2 separate regions of the Anser cygnoides genome follow, and region 2 is linked to region 1. Evidence: chromatin contacts called from public Hi-C data. All regions are on one chromosome and are shown on one strand. Each heading gives the region's core, a stretch centred on a gene start, on an enhancer-like site or on the middle of the called end of the contact. The rest is flanking DNA. Distances are from core to core; before and after follow the strand shown. Region 1 holds the start of BORCS5 (BLOC-1 related complex subunit 5). Region 2 overlaps LRP6 (LDL receptor related protein 6).

Region 1 (6,781 bases), core at 124-2,623:
TTTATTTCTCTCTGATTCTAATCAGTGAAAATAAATTGAATGTTGTGCTCCTTCTGACTGTCCCTGCAAAGCTGGTTGTGATGACACGGGGAAGATGAGGTTTATCTACTTTCTGGTACATTTGCTCAGGGGAAGCCCTTGCCCTCCACCATCCACGTGGATCTTGCTTGAGCTTGCTTATCTCCCCGGCTGACATGGCAGTAAAAGGGGAGGCTATTTCATCCGGGAGAGGGTCAAGGACAACGTTTGGTAATGCAGACCTGCCCCTAGGCAGGTATTGCTTTTGAGTTGTTAAAAAAAAAAAAAAAAAAAAAGTAAACAACCTTGAAGGTTGGATATATATTTCTTTATGTAAAAAGTTTTGACTGCTTTTTTTTTTTTTTTTTTTTTTTTTTTTCCCCCTAGTAAAAGCTGAAAGTCTGATATTATCACATGACTGCAGGAGCCTGATGTTAGAGTCAGTCTACGATGCCTGGGCTTTTAATCTGGCCCAGATGTTATCTCCTACTGTAATCATAAGAAAAGCTACGAAAATACATGTTCAACAGATACGAAATTAAAAGTTAAACATTTCCATAAGTTTCTAATAACCTTGAGAACAATACAGACTTCTGGGGGCAAGGACTTCAAATTTTGCTTCAAGTCATTCTGCCTCACAGCATCACCCCAGCAAAGGGCTGCAACAGGCTGGGAGGGAGCCGTGCACATTCAGACTTGGGTTTTCCTTGCAGAAAGTGGGTTTTCCTTGGAGAAACCTCCCCGAAGCAGGTCTGGAAAACCGGAGGAAACTGTGTTTCCTTGGAAAACTCCTGAAGCAGGTTCAGGAAAACGGGTTAGGGGAGGAAAAAACGGGAGGAAATTCAAGGAAGCTGCGATTGTTTCCCGTGGCGCACAAGGCAGGAGAGGGACGCCTTTTTGCAAGCGGGGCTGTGTGGCCACGTCCCGCAGTTTGCGGTGCGCTCGCTGCTCGTTTCGCTAAGAAACGGGCGTGCGGGAGGGGGCAGCAGGAGAGGGACGGCCTTCACCTGGAGGAGGAGGAGGAGGAGCTGCCGCCTTTGTGCCGCCGCTCCGTGCCCGAAAGTAGTCCCGTCCCTGCCGGGCCGGCGTCTCTCCGAGCCGCGCTGCTCCCTAAAAACGGCGTGGAGGGAGAGAAAAGGCGGGGAGCCCCACGCGTGCGGTAGCCCCGCAGGAATTTGGGCCGACCCCCTCTGCCCCCCGCGGGCACGGAGGGCCCCGCCGCGGCCGTGTGCGTGCGCTGGGGGGGAGCGAGCGGGCAGTGGGCGGCGCTGGCATCCCTCCCTCTCTCCCTCCATCCCATCCGTCCGTCCGTCCCTCCCTCCTTCTGTCCCTCCTTCCGTCCGTCCCTCCTTCCAGCCGTCCCTCCCTCCGTGCCCGGGGAGGCGGGCGCTGCTCGGGGAGCGGGGCGCGGCGGCCGGGGGAGGAGGAAGAGGAGGAGGAGGAGGAGGAGGAGGAGGAGGAGGCTGTATCCCTGCGCCTGTGCGCGCCCGGAGGAGCCGCGGGGAGCGCTCGGGCTCGGGCTCGGGGGGTGGATGGCGAACGGCCGCGGCCAGGCGGCGGCCGGCATGGGGGAGAGCGGCGGCGCGGCGGGGCGAGCGGCCTGCTAGGGGGTGCCTCGCTGCCCCGGCCTTCCTCCTTCTCTTCTTCCTCCTCCTCCTCCTCCTCTCCCCGCCGGCCGGGAAGCATGAACGGGCAGCGGGGGTGCTGCTCCTCGCCGCCGCCCCGCCGGTGAGAGCGCGGAGCGAGGGAAGATGGGGGCCGTCCTGCGCAGCCTGCTTGCCTGCAGTTTTTGTTCCCTGATGAGAGGTGAGCGGGGAGGCGGGAGGAGGAGGAGGAGGAGGAGGCAGGGGAAAAGTTGACGGCTGTGCTGCGAGGGGCCATGTTTGCCCGTGCGGGAGGGGAGCGGCCTGGCGGGGCCCGCTGCGGGGGCAGTGCTCCGCACCCCTCCCGGCATTGTTGTCTCCTCTAACTTAAAATAAAATAAAAATAAATTAAAATAAAATAAACAAAAAACCGCAAATGTCACGCCAGCATCGCCGCGCCGGCCGCAGGAGAAATGATTTTCCTCCTGTCGCTGCCGGGACCCCGGAGAAGTTTGCTGGGTCGCGATCAACGCTCGCGGGGCTGCGCAGAGGCCCCCGAGTAGCTCCGGGGGGTGTCACTGGGGGCACCCCGGGAAATCGTTGTTCCACCCCCCCTCTCCAAGGCGGTTTCTTGGTCTGTGGGATTTCGTGGGGAGACAGCCGAGGCGCCCTTGGAGAACGCGCTGAACTCAGCGACAGGGTCCGTGCTGGCTCCTGCTGGGGAGAAGTCACCTGTGGTGGTTGCATCCATCCTCTTGCCCTTATGTTTTTCCCTAGATGAGGGAAGAGGTTAACTGCTAATAGTTAGTCAACTGCACTTTAATGTCGAAAATTAGTCTGTCATCGACATCCGTGAGTTTCGATAAAAGCCAGAGTAAAGGTGGCTTAGGCTGAAGGAACTGCTCAGTAGCCAGTTGCTCGGCACTCTGGAAAACAAAAATTTTCCACTCCTCCATACCCCCCCCCCCTTTTTTTTTTCTTCTATGCATCTGTTTGCCATATTGTATCCTGTTTGTGAAGATACAAGTATACTTATTTAAATGGACTGCGTCACATTTTGTATTCCTATTGTGGCAGCGAAACCTCAATTTTCAAAAGTAAAGTTGGATACAGAGCATGGAGAGGAATTGTTTCCTGATTAGTTCATTTTATTATGTCACGATCATACCTGGTCCTAATAAACCATTCGTTTGGCTCTCACTTGCCATTTAACGCAGTCCAAATGACAGCATAGAAATCATTGGGATGCATATTGTCACGCAGTATCAGCATGGTCACAGTCACTTCTTCAAATTAATCTCAAGCTAGTGATGTCCTACCGAAGTTTTTTGCATACCTGATGATGCTTAAGAAGAAACTTTGAAGAAACATTCAGTTTATAAACCGTTTAGGCTGTTATCTCTTCTCCTCTCTCACCTTTGTCAATTGCCAAGGACACTTGTATCCAAACGGCACTTCTCTTTCTTCTGTGTTCATGTGTTCCTGTTGTTTGATTACCTCCCTGGAGTCATAATCTTCTATTTGTGGCATAATATTAATTCCCTGATTGTTATTATTACTTTATGTAGATATAAACAACAGGAACAGATGAACTCTGAAGAAACAAACAAATCAAATTTTAATGCATACGTCCTCCCTAGTAAACAATCTGTGCAGGTAGAATTGGTTCAAACGAGATGTGTTGAGTTCATAAGAGGTGTCAGCAGTTCCTTAATGAGGCAGAGGCAGTGCCAGTATCAGTATGAATACATTTATACGTGGAAGTAGAGGTAAAGTTACGAAGTCTGCTGTTTGGTTTGTGAATTCAGTGCTGTGAGGGGTGCCAAGCCAACAGTATTGGAGACTGAAACTCAGAAACTGGTATACGGGTGGGCTACAGCATCCTCTCTGCTTAGAGAACTCGCTTCCCTGTTCTCACTGGCTTAAAGCAACAAACTAAACCACCAACACAACACAAACGGACAGAGGTTTACAACTGAGCCATGATTATTAGTGTAAGGAAACTACGGTAGGCTGGTTTACCAAGCAGGAAAGGAATAAAATTGGTAGCATGGAAGTGCAGCACCCCGTTAACTAGTACAGGCTTGAAGTACCGGGCTGTTACTAGCCAGAGACAGAAACACCTCGGAGGACTGTGATAAGCCAGACCCTACTGACATTTCAAGGGCAGGTATTTAGATTTGTAGGAGGTGGGGGGGTTACTGTCATGACAGCCAGCTGTGGAGGTTTTGTGTGCTTGGGTTTTTGTTTGTGTTCCCCTCCCCCCCCCTCCCCCCCTCATATTGTGGCTGATGGGAGGAAGGGGTTGCTTTCCTGGAACACCCTGAACCACACCGCAGCCCAGCTGTTGTGCTCCTCTCCTGGTCCCAAGTGCTTCTTGAAGCCATTCCCCGGGGGTACCGGGGGGAAGGAGCAAGACCTGCTTTGTGGCAGCTGCATGTTCTTCATGGCAGCTGTGAAACCAATGCAGTTCCTGGTAGAGGTAGCTGGCAGTTGCAGAGAGGCAACAGCAGTGGCATCACATCTGTCAGGGAGCTACAGAGATCTGTGAAACAGGTTTCAACTTATTAAAAAGTGTTAAAGAGGTAGTTCTGCCTTCACAAGTATTCTTGGCTTACTTTTCCTACAGAAATAACTCTCCAGTCAGCATGCAGTTGCTGTTGTTTTGTTTTTTAAACCCTAATCATGCAGAACATGCACAAAGCTCTTGTTTGAATAGGGGTCTTATAAATGATGTTTGTGCAGACTTACTGAATGTTGCAGACCTCTGGGCTTAAGGTCAGTTAGTGAAGAAATGAAAATGGCTGTTTGGTAATGGGCATTTTAAAACCCCTTCTTTTCTTATGTGTTCAGAAGAGAGTTTGTCTGAATCTGTTGTTATTAGTAACTTGCTTTTGATAAGCAGAACATCTTTGCCTTTTTTTTTTTTATGTGTGTCTTTTTTAGATGGTCTCATTTGTATGCAGTTTAGAGGAGCTTAATGTTCAAGACTTGTTAAGCTGTGACTAGGGTATTTGTATGCATTTTTCTACCAAAAGTCCAGAAATGGGACCAGGCTTTTTACTTCTGAAGCAGACAGGCTGGAGATGAAGTATGGGGTTTAATCTGGAGCTACCTTTTTACCTTCCAGGCTAAAGGTCTCTTGACCTAAGACTAGACAATACTTACATTTTGACAAAATGACTTTGAAATATCTTCTTTTATTTTTTTGTCATCACCATGATGTATTTCTCCACCCAAGCTTGAATAGACCATATTCTTGTCATGTTTTTCCATTGTATGATTCCTCAGAAATCAGCACAACTTTGTCTGCTGTGGTTTCCAATGCATTTTCCTCTTTCATCTCTCCGTAGAGCAGTCTAAAATTAGTGTGATCTAAGGTGTTATAAAATCCACCATTACTTTAATAGTTTTTGCAGTTGCATCTCTGTGATAGCTCACTATCATCAGATTGCTTTAGCTTTTTATTTTTATAATTTTTCACTGAAAAATGAAGACGGAAAGCATGGTGGATTTTTTTTCTATGCCTGGGAGGTAAGGTGAAGTAGTTGTTTATGGCAAGGTGCACTGAAAATGTGAGGAAGTTATGGGTATATTGATGAAGCTGTGTATATCTGCTCACAGGTGTGTGCTCACAGGGTAAAGATGATGGGCTTCTTGTATCCTTCGGTGGAATTCTATAGAGATATTTAGGTGAAAATCTTTGCTCATGTTTCCCAGCAATACCGGTTAGAGGAGCATTAATCAGGTTTCCTTTTTTCTCTTATGAATTGATAACATCTGCACTTCCAGAGTTCCAGATAATGAGGGAATTTGGCTGGAAGTTGTAGAATGGGTAGAGGCTTTTTTTTTTGGAGGAAGATAGGTCAGGAGCTGGGGCGTAAGAACCTTTTAAACTCTGTCTTTGGGAGCTGAAGAAATCTGATTCCTTTGGACATATGTAATCCACCTTTATGATGATGTCGCATCTCAAAAATGCCAGCTTCAAAATATCTGCCACAGTGCATATAATATGGGATTTACTTTTTAGTTCAAATCAAGTAGAGCACAGATAATTTTTTTTTCCTTCTGAGGGAGTGGGGTAGGGGAAGAAAACAGGGAGAAGCAGCTCTCAGCTTCTGATCTGTCACCATTCATCTCTTTTGGCAGCCGGTCTTCAGGCTTAGACACTGTATTCTTTGTCCCCAGCACATTTAACCTCTTTAATTTCCTATGAAATGCTAACTGCTAGGCTTGCTTTGCTGGTGGCTTCTTCCAGAGAGTCCCCATCCTTGTACAACAGGGAGGAGAACTTGTTATTGCTGAGCAGCACCAGAAATGCATTTTTTTGTAGAGCTTTGTTGTGTGCTGCTGCTTTGGTCAGGGTCTCAGGCCTGAGTGCCCAGGAATGTGGCCAGTTCTTCTCCCAGCTCTCCTGCTGGGGAGCCCTCACCCATCCACAGCCTCACCTGGGAGAGGTTTGGTTCGTAGACTATATGTGGCTGGTAAAATCCAGTGCTGCCACCCACTTTTCTGATGACACACGAAGGACTCTTGGTACTCTGACAGCACGGTTTACCTTGGAAAGGAATTTCCCATGGGTGGGCTTGTACTAGCGAGTGGTGTAAGTCTCTTCAGAAGACATGGGGGGATGCGGCTGCCTCAAAGACTTGTGGAGCAGTTGCTGTTCTTACTCTCAGAAAGCAGCTGGCATTGCTTGTGTGGAAGTGGAGCCAATGAACCTAAATTCTGTGGCTGTTGGTGTGTGCATGGGATGCCTGGGATGAGCGCGCAGTGACCATTTACACTTCTCAGCCAAACACTTCGTAGTGATGGCTCTTCTAGAGGGCAGTTGCTAGTGCCTTTCTTCATGAGGTGAAAAAAGTTTTCTCCCTTAATAATCTGTAGTTATACAACTTGCACCTTGCTTGTGTAGTTTCAGAGTTTACACTTCAGAGTATAACACGCTGTAAACAAAGGAACTGAGTGATACTTTTATGGTAATTGTCCAAGGCTTGGAAGCAGAAAGCATTGCATCTCTAACGTGTTGTATGTAAATGCTGGGTATTGACACCCTAAAAGTTAAGCAACTTTTTCCTATTTGTATTTGGCAGGCACGTTAACACAGAGAGCCTTCCTTAAGCTGTCTGGATATTCTTGTAGTTTATAAATACTTATGGAAAGAGTTTCACAGGTAGTAG
Region 2 (7,204 bases), core at 1,309-3,808, 88 kb after region 1:
GACAACAGTTTGCACACTCTCACCCTGCTTATGGAACTGGGTTAATTATGAGTAAATCCTATCAGCTTTGTCTAATAGTCTCCCAGATTTGTATCGGAAAGTGTGCTCTTTCTAGAGCCTGCATGCTGTCTTCTTCTTCTGGAGCTGTCGATACTGAAGCTGTCTAGCACCTTGTAGGCTTGGGCTGTTGTGCTTGATGTTGATCTAAGTATGGCCTAATAGGAACAAGACAGTTTCTGTTTTTAGCATCCCCTCAGTACTGTGGATATGAGGTGGTGTGCCTCTGCCTAGCCTCCCCTACAACTGGCCTTGGTCTGCTAGCCCTGAGCACAGGCTGCTGGTCTTGTTTGGAGCCCTGTGCAGCTTTGCCAGGGCTCCCGCATTAGCTCTAACCAGAGCTGAATATTATTTTCACAGATGAGGCAGGTGTAATGATTGAGATCTAGACTTAAACTAATCAAGTAACATATGTAAATTACCAAACGTTCAAACCCCAGATTATTAGAAAGGCAAATTCACTGCATTAGCCTATTTATCACAGTTACTACTAGCATTCAAGAGTGAATTGAATCCAGGGTATCTGGCAGCAAGAAAGACCCTTAGAAAATACCGCTTTGCAATCCAGTCTGTAGCTTTAATATAGAAACAATGCTTCAAAGATTTTTTATCGTTAGTATTGACTGTTAAATACAGCATCTTAAAATATGACCACGTTTTCAGCACCAATTCATCTATCTGAATATGTTGCATTCTTGAGGCCATAGGTTTGTATTCATTATTGTTCTAGGATAAACAAAACTCTTATCCTACAAGCAGGCTGTTTGACATTTTTCTGAGGCTGTTTAATTTTTGTACTTCGTTTAACTTTTTTTGTGGAGCTTCTCACTCTTTCAGTAAAGGTAGTGTTTGTGGTTATGCCACATCTGTTTCCTGTTGTAGTCTATATTCTCACTGTGGTTTGCAGTATTCAGAATGTGAAACCCACACCACATTGTGGTTACAGCAGCATAAACCACTGGAGGCACTGCCTCACAGTAGAAGGTGGGTTTCTCACAGGGGGATTCAGTGGTGCTATGCTTCACTGTAGTCAACTGATCCATCTGGGCCAGAGAAAGGGAATGAATACATAAAGCAGTATCAGCTGGGACTTGGTTGTCACCTGATTTTCAGTCCATAGGAAGATTGTGCTGAACTTCTTTGGAATGCATTGATTACTGATTGTGTCTTTTTATTTGTGTCATTTATTATATATGTTTGTTTTATGTGTCATCCCTATATCCCTTGTCACTTTCCGTCTGCCTTACACCAGGCTGTTTGGTTCTGTATCCTATTGATGAGATTCTATTCAGTTCTCCTAAAATACAGTCAAAGTGAGTGTAGACAGCGTGGTGCCATGAAAAAATTACTATGGTGATACCCAGCTGCTAGTGAACAGATGTTTATATCAAATAATATCACACAGATGTGTGATATCAGGTAAGATTGCAGTGACAGAAGGGCAGCAGGTATGTGTAAGTATTTTCACATAAGCATCTGTTTGGTCTAGCTGGCATAAAGTTGGCTTTCAAAATAACCTGTATGTGGCAAAACAAAAATTTAATATAAGCAGATAGTTAATATTTAAGTCCTCTCGCCTCTTTTCCTGACTTTCAGAATAAGATGAAGCTTATTTAAAGTTTACCAGAGAAAGTTCACCTCACACTACATGCCTTCCAGCTAATTCTTTTAACTGGTAGTTAAACACCCCCTAAATACAGAAGTTTATTCTTTTTATAAGTACAAGGTAAAAAGTGTAGTAGCTGAAGATAGTGCTTTGTGGTAGTGATATTTCGCTGGTTATTACTGTGTTTTCAGTCAGCTTTGCAACATCCATCAGTTCCACATAGCTGTTTGGTTTGCTTAGCAAGCACTAATTGCCATATATTAATTAGTTGCAAGCAAGTGGCTTGTCTCAGTAGTTTAAGGGGGAGGGGGAAACAAGTCATCCCAGAAATTTAAGAGGTGTGTTGCGGTTAGAAAGGGGTGGTAGGTAAAGGGGATCAACAGTTTTGCTTGGTGGTAGTGATGGTTTCTTAAAGAGATAGTGGGGTTATGCACCATAACTTATGGGTTACCTTATGGATGTTAAATCTGGGTCCCTGGTTCTAAAGTTAACCATTACTCTGTTGTTTAGCAACCTCATTTATCCAAACAGAACACAGGAGGCATGCTGCTAGGAAATGAGAGAGAGCCAGCAGATGCTGAAAATTTCTGAAGTAGAATAAATGGAAGAGCAGAGCTTGTTTTCAAAGGAAGTCCAGAAATTAGGCAATTATGCTGGGCTCTGAGCCCAGCTAAACAATCTGTGATAGGAAAAGCTGTGTTTGGAATTGGTTATCAGTGTAAAGGACAAGTTGCAGCTTTAGGATGGTAAACGCACCCTAGTACAAAGTGAAGCTGCCAAGTGCTGTGCTTGACTCTCAAAAGGATCTTAGTGAGAACACAGGAAAAAAAAGTTTCGCCAAGTAATGCTTGTCTTATTTTTTGTGAAGCATGTGCATTAGTGCATGTGTAGAAGTTTGCTGCATATACTACTAGACCGAAGATTTTTTGGTAAGCCAATTCCACAACGTAATTATAAGCTTTTTTAAAACAGTCAACATGGAGCTTATTCCTACAAACCAACAAGCATGCAGAGCCTCTTTCATATTTCTGTAGGAATTGTGCTTATAAAGATTTGGTTCCCATTCTAACATACAGAGAGTAAATGTAATAGCGTCTACAAGTTTGACAGAACACAGATTTAAGGCAGAATTTAATTATTCTGAAGTTTATAACATTTTCTTCCACTTTTTAAGTAAACTTTAAAATAGTTTATTTTAATAATCTGCACATTATGCCATGTGCAGAGAAAGGTATGGGTTCCACTTCTGTTTCTCTATTCCTTTCCTCACTCCCCATCTGTTCTCTGATAGGCAAAGGTAGGGGGGTGCTCTCCAAGCTAGCCTTCTAATTTCTTATATGCTAGTAAATTCTCCTGGCCGCAAAACATCATCCATCTAGCCAAGTTATTAAGCCAATTGATCCTGAAGGTTGTTATTGTACAAGTCTTTGTATTTGAGCCTTGGGAAGAATGAGTAATCATACAGACTTGTCTATGACTACCCAATTCCACCAAGGTAAGGGTAAGAGAGAGATCTGAAAACAGCAGTTTAGTAAGTCATCCTTTTTCAGTCCTTAACTTGGAACATCCTCGGGATGTTGGAAGAGTGTGTTAATGTTTCAGGGATTAGTATGCTACTTTGAATATTTGGTTTGAATTTTGTGAATCACATTGCCTTGGGAAGTTCTTACAATAAGGGGTTCTTTTTCTTTTTTCTTTTTCCTTTTTTTTTTTTTTTGAAGGGTAGTATACATGCATGCATGCTAAAATGTTTCCTATAAAATTAAAACAAGTAGAAATACTTCAGAAGGAACTTTTCTATATATCCTCCTTAGTAATCCTATAAAACTGCAGTGCTGAAGCATTTTTAAGCTTCTCAAAATATAACTCTTCACTTCAATATGGCACTTTTTATAATAATACTTGGCATTCATAAGGTACTTGATCACTTGAACATGCATACCTATGTTTAATTAATCCTTTCGGTGCCTCTTTGAGGAAGTTAGGTATTACTTCTTTCTAGCAATACAGGAAAATGACACAGTGAATTCAAGTGTCTTGATCAAAGGCATGCAATTATTTACAGAGTATTAGTGTTCCTTCTAGTACAAAAAGCACTGAACTTAATTGTGAAGAATGTAAAACTGGTTCTTTGTTTAGATTTGGGAGTATGATTCTATAGATCTTCCTGTTTGCCTCCCAGAATTTGTGAGGCCTCCTCTTATTGCTATCTGTAACCTGGACAAAGCTCATTTGGGAGGGACTGTGGACTACAAGATACTGAGCTAGGACTCCCTAACATTGTAAGCTTGTCTTCATTCGTGTAAAACACAGCATCTCCCATTTAAAACTGAGCCAAGAGAGGTAAGTCAGAAATGAAAGAGAGAGACAATGTGTAACAGGCACACATAATATAGTTCATAAAGCAAATATAAGGAGTGTTGTGTTATTATTTCACATTATGATCTGCTTATGAGAATAGCCTTAGTATGTAAGGCTATGCATAAGGGATCCTCCATGGCTTTTAAAACAACTACCTGTTAAACTAGTCTTGTTTTATTAGATTGCTGTGTAACATTGATAGCACTTCAGTGGGTAGGAGATTATTTTGGAGTTTAAGGTCTAAATGAGGAGCAGGTAATTAATCACTGATAAATAGCAACAGAATTATTCTGTATACATGGAAATGTTTGTGTTTATGTGTATCCATAGGTCATGAATGCTGATGGAACTGGGAGAAGAGTTCTGGTGGAGGACAAGCTGCCTCATATCTTTGGATTCACATTGCTGGGAGACTATGTTTATTGGACAGACTGGCAAAGACGCAGTATTGAACGTGTGCATAAACGAACAGCAGAAAGAGAGATCATCATAGATCAACTGCCTGATCTAATGGGCCTCAAAGCTACAAATGTCCTCCAGATAATTGGTGAGTGAGAATGCAAATAAGGCTAGTATAATAAAATAAGATATTTCAGCAGTGCTCTTCTATGGGTATCACTTTATACCACGTCAGATTTTTAGAAATGGGCAGAATACAGTTTTTCACCTAATAACTGCAGTTCAATGGCATGGGGTAGGTATTTTGTGAGGTCCTTCAGTTCTCTAACTTGGCAGAATAACAAGGTGGAAAACAAGCAAGCACCCCAAAAATAGGTAATTTTCTGCTGCTTAGGTAATTGGAGTATCTCATAGGTTTGAGACAACCCTGGATCCAATAAGAAGTGAAGAAGGATCAAGGAAAATGAGGACTTCTCTTTTTAACAGCCAGCTATTAGATTAGCCTAGCTGTTTATGAAACTGCAGCTGTAGCAGATTTTCATCCTGCGATCTGAACATCAGTTTGCAAAATCTAAGAATGAGCCTGTTAGACTGCTAAGTGCTTTTCATATGAATACTGCAAAATCATCTTTAAAAATAACTAGAAGTACTTTTGTCCTGTGGTGTCTATGGAATAAACGTGCAGGATCTAGCTTTAAATTGGCTTCCAAAACACTGGTAGCAGCAGAGCTGTGGCATCACCAAACTCATCACATTCCCTGAATATCCTGCTTTATGTGTAGGGCTTGCAGTTTCTTGCTGCCATGTCTGGATTGTATCCCAGAGAATTAGTTAAATGTAGTTGACATGTATCTGCATTGCTACTACCACGTTAAAGTGCCCAAAGGCACATGTGTTTTAAAAACAGCCCTCTTTTCAGCTGTATGGCTAACTGAGCTTGGTAATGGTGGGTGGATTTCCAGCATGTGCAAGTACACATCTTAGTATTGCAAAGAGCTGCTTTACTAGCATCCTGGAGAAAAGAGGCCATTAAATGGATGTGAAAATTGTATAATGGCTTTGATTAGAAGGGACCTTAAAGACTATCTAGTTCCAGCCACCCTTCCATGGGCTAGGACACCACAGGAGCAGGTTGCCCAGGGCCTCATCCAACCTTGCCTTGAACATCTCCAGGGATGGGGCATCCACAGTTTCTCTGGGCAACCTGTTCTCGTGCCTCACCACCCTCTGAGTGAGGAATTTCTTCCTTATATCTAAATCTACCATCTTCCACTTTAAAACCATTACCCATTGGCCTACCACGACATGCCCTTGTGAAAAAAGTCCCTTTGCAGCTTTCTTGTAGACCCACTTTAGGCACTGGAAGGGGACCTACAAGAAAATAATCTTAAAATTTTCCATCTCTAGGAACACAATTGCAGTATGTAACTTGACCAGTGTACTGTGAAAGGTGACAGAACTTTTGTTTGCTTTCTTATGTACTTCCCTTCCCTTCAGCGCTTGTGTTGTTAATCGGGATCACCTACAGTTGTTGGAGTCCGGGTCCCATCCCCTATTGCTGGGTTTGTTCTATGGGATCAGGGAAAGAAGTGTAGGCTTTCCAGCCATGTAGAGTAACATCCCTCCAAAGAACTAGGGGAAACAAGAATGAATTAATTCAGAGAACAAAAGGTGAAAAATTGTATGTATTTCTTAAAGGCCTCATATTTGTTGATAGATGTGAGGAATGACTTCATCTTCCAAATGAAGTCAGTTCGTAATGATTGCTTTTGCTTTTGTTGCGTGCTTAGGTACAAACCCATGTGCAGAGGATAATGGCGGTTGCAGCCATCTTTGTCTGTACAGACCACAAGGCCTTCGCTGCGCTTGCCCCATAGGCTTGGAGCTCATCAATGATATGAAGACCTGCATTGTCCCAGAGGCTTTCCTGCTGTTTTCCCGGAGAGCAGACATCAGACGAATCTCTTTAGAAACGAACAACAACAATGTTGCTATTCCACTCACTGGAGTTAAAGAAGCTTCTGCTCTAGATTTTGATGTGACAGATAATCGAATATACTGGACTGACATTTCATTGAAGGTAGAGATGGAAGATATTTCCAGTTATTCTGTGTTGGCTATAAAGTTGCTGTAAGATTCTTGAGATAGTTAAGAATGGATTAACAAGTATGGTTTACAAGATTCAAGAGATAGGTAGAAGAACTGGTCCTATCTACGAAAGGCATATATTTTCACTATACTATCAGTATTCTCTCATGCAAATAATTTAAATCTAATGTGTACATTTTGATATAAAGGAGAAGTTTGCAAAAATAAAGCTTTTTGGCAGAAAGCTGAGCAGAATGCCAAGGGTCAGGTGGCTTTGGGGATGACAGATGTTTTGTCAAATACATTTAATGGGTAGAAGTCATGTTTTGGGTCAGGAAGTGGAAATGGGTCTTACATGTTCATTAACTCACATAGCTACTGCATGTGAGACACATTACAAGTCACAGGCTTTGTAAACCAGGTCTAGGCTCTAGACTAACAAATCAAAAAAAAAAAAAAAAAAAAAAAGGTTGAAGGTAGATGTTTAAATGTGGTGGCTGATGGAGTGACAGAAATCTGTCTTCTATCTCTCTTCTCAGTGAGTCTAGTTATTCACTTTGTTTTTTTGTGGACTGTAGGTGTAGTCAGAATTGTGAACACCAAAAATTAGTTGTTAATAAAATAAAGTTTTCTGCAATTGGGTTGAGAAATTATCCTGTGCAATGTGCTCTAGGTTATCCTGCTTGGCAGGGG

Evidence for each region. A called contact is a pair of places that touch in the nucleus more often than the background predicts.
Region 2: a contact with region 1 is called in a Hi-C map of liver, with 3 times the contacts expected there. The contact joins the enhancer-like site here to the promoter of BORCS5 in region 1. A contact is called at or near these places in 2 of 7 Hi-C or Micro-C datasets (both in liver).

The regions. Positions count from the first base shown.
Region 1 is chr1:72,258,378-72,265,158 of Taihu_goose_T2T_genome, forward strand. BORCS5 (BLOC-1 related complex subunit 5) reads right to left here and starts at 1,374. Exons shown (of 5, transcript XM_013172846.3): 1 at 1,026-1,374. The coding sequence starts at 1,318. It overlaps LRP6 (LDL receptor related protein 6), which reads left to right and starts at 1,486. Exons shown (of 23, transcript XM_013172840.3): 1 at 1,486-1,824. The coding sequence starts at 1,770.
Region 2 is chr1:72,345,018-72,352,221 of Taihu_goose_T2T_genome, forward strand. LRP6 (LDL receptor related protein 6) reads left to right here. Exons shown (of 23, transcript XM_013172840.3): 8 at 4,355-4,571; 9 at 6,214-6,503. Among named protein-coding and RNA genes, the nearest start is that of BCL2L14, 76 kb to the right of the region's middle. Within about 2 kb of position 2,559, at least 2 of the 3 cell types and tissues checked have open chromatin away from gene starts, as enhancers often do. A contact at or near this core is called in liver, where this site is marked.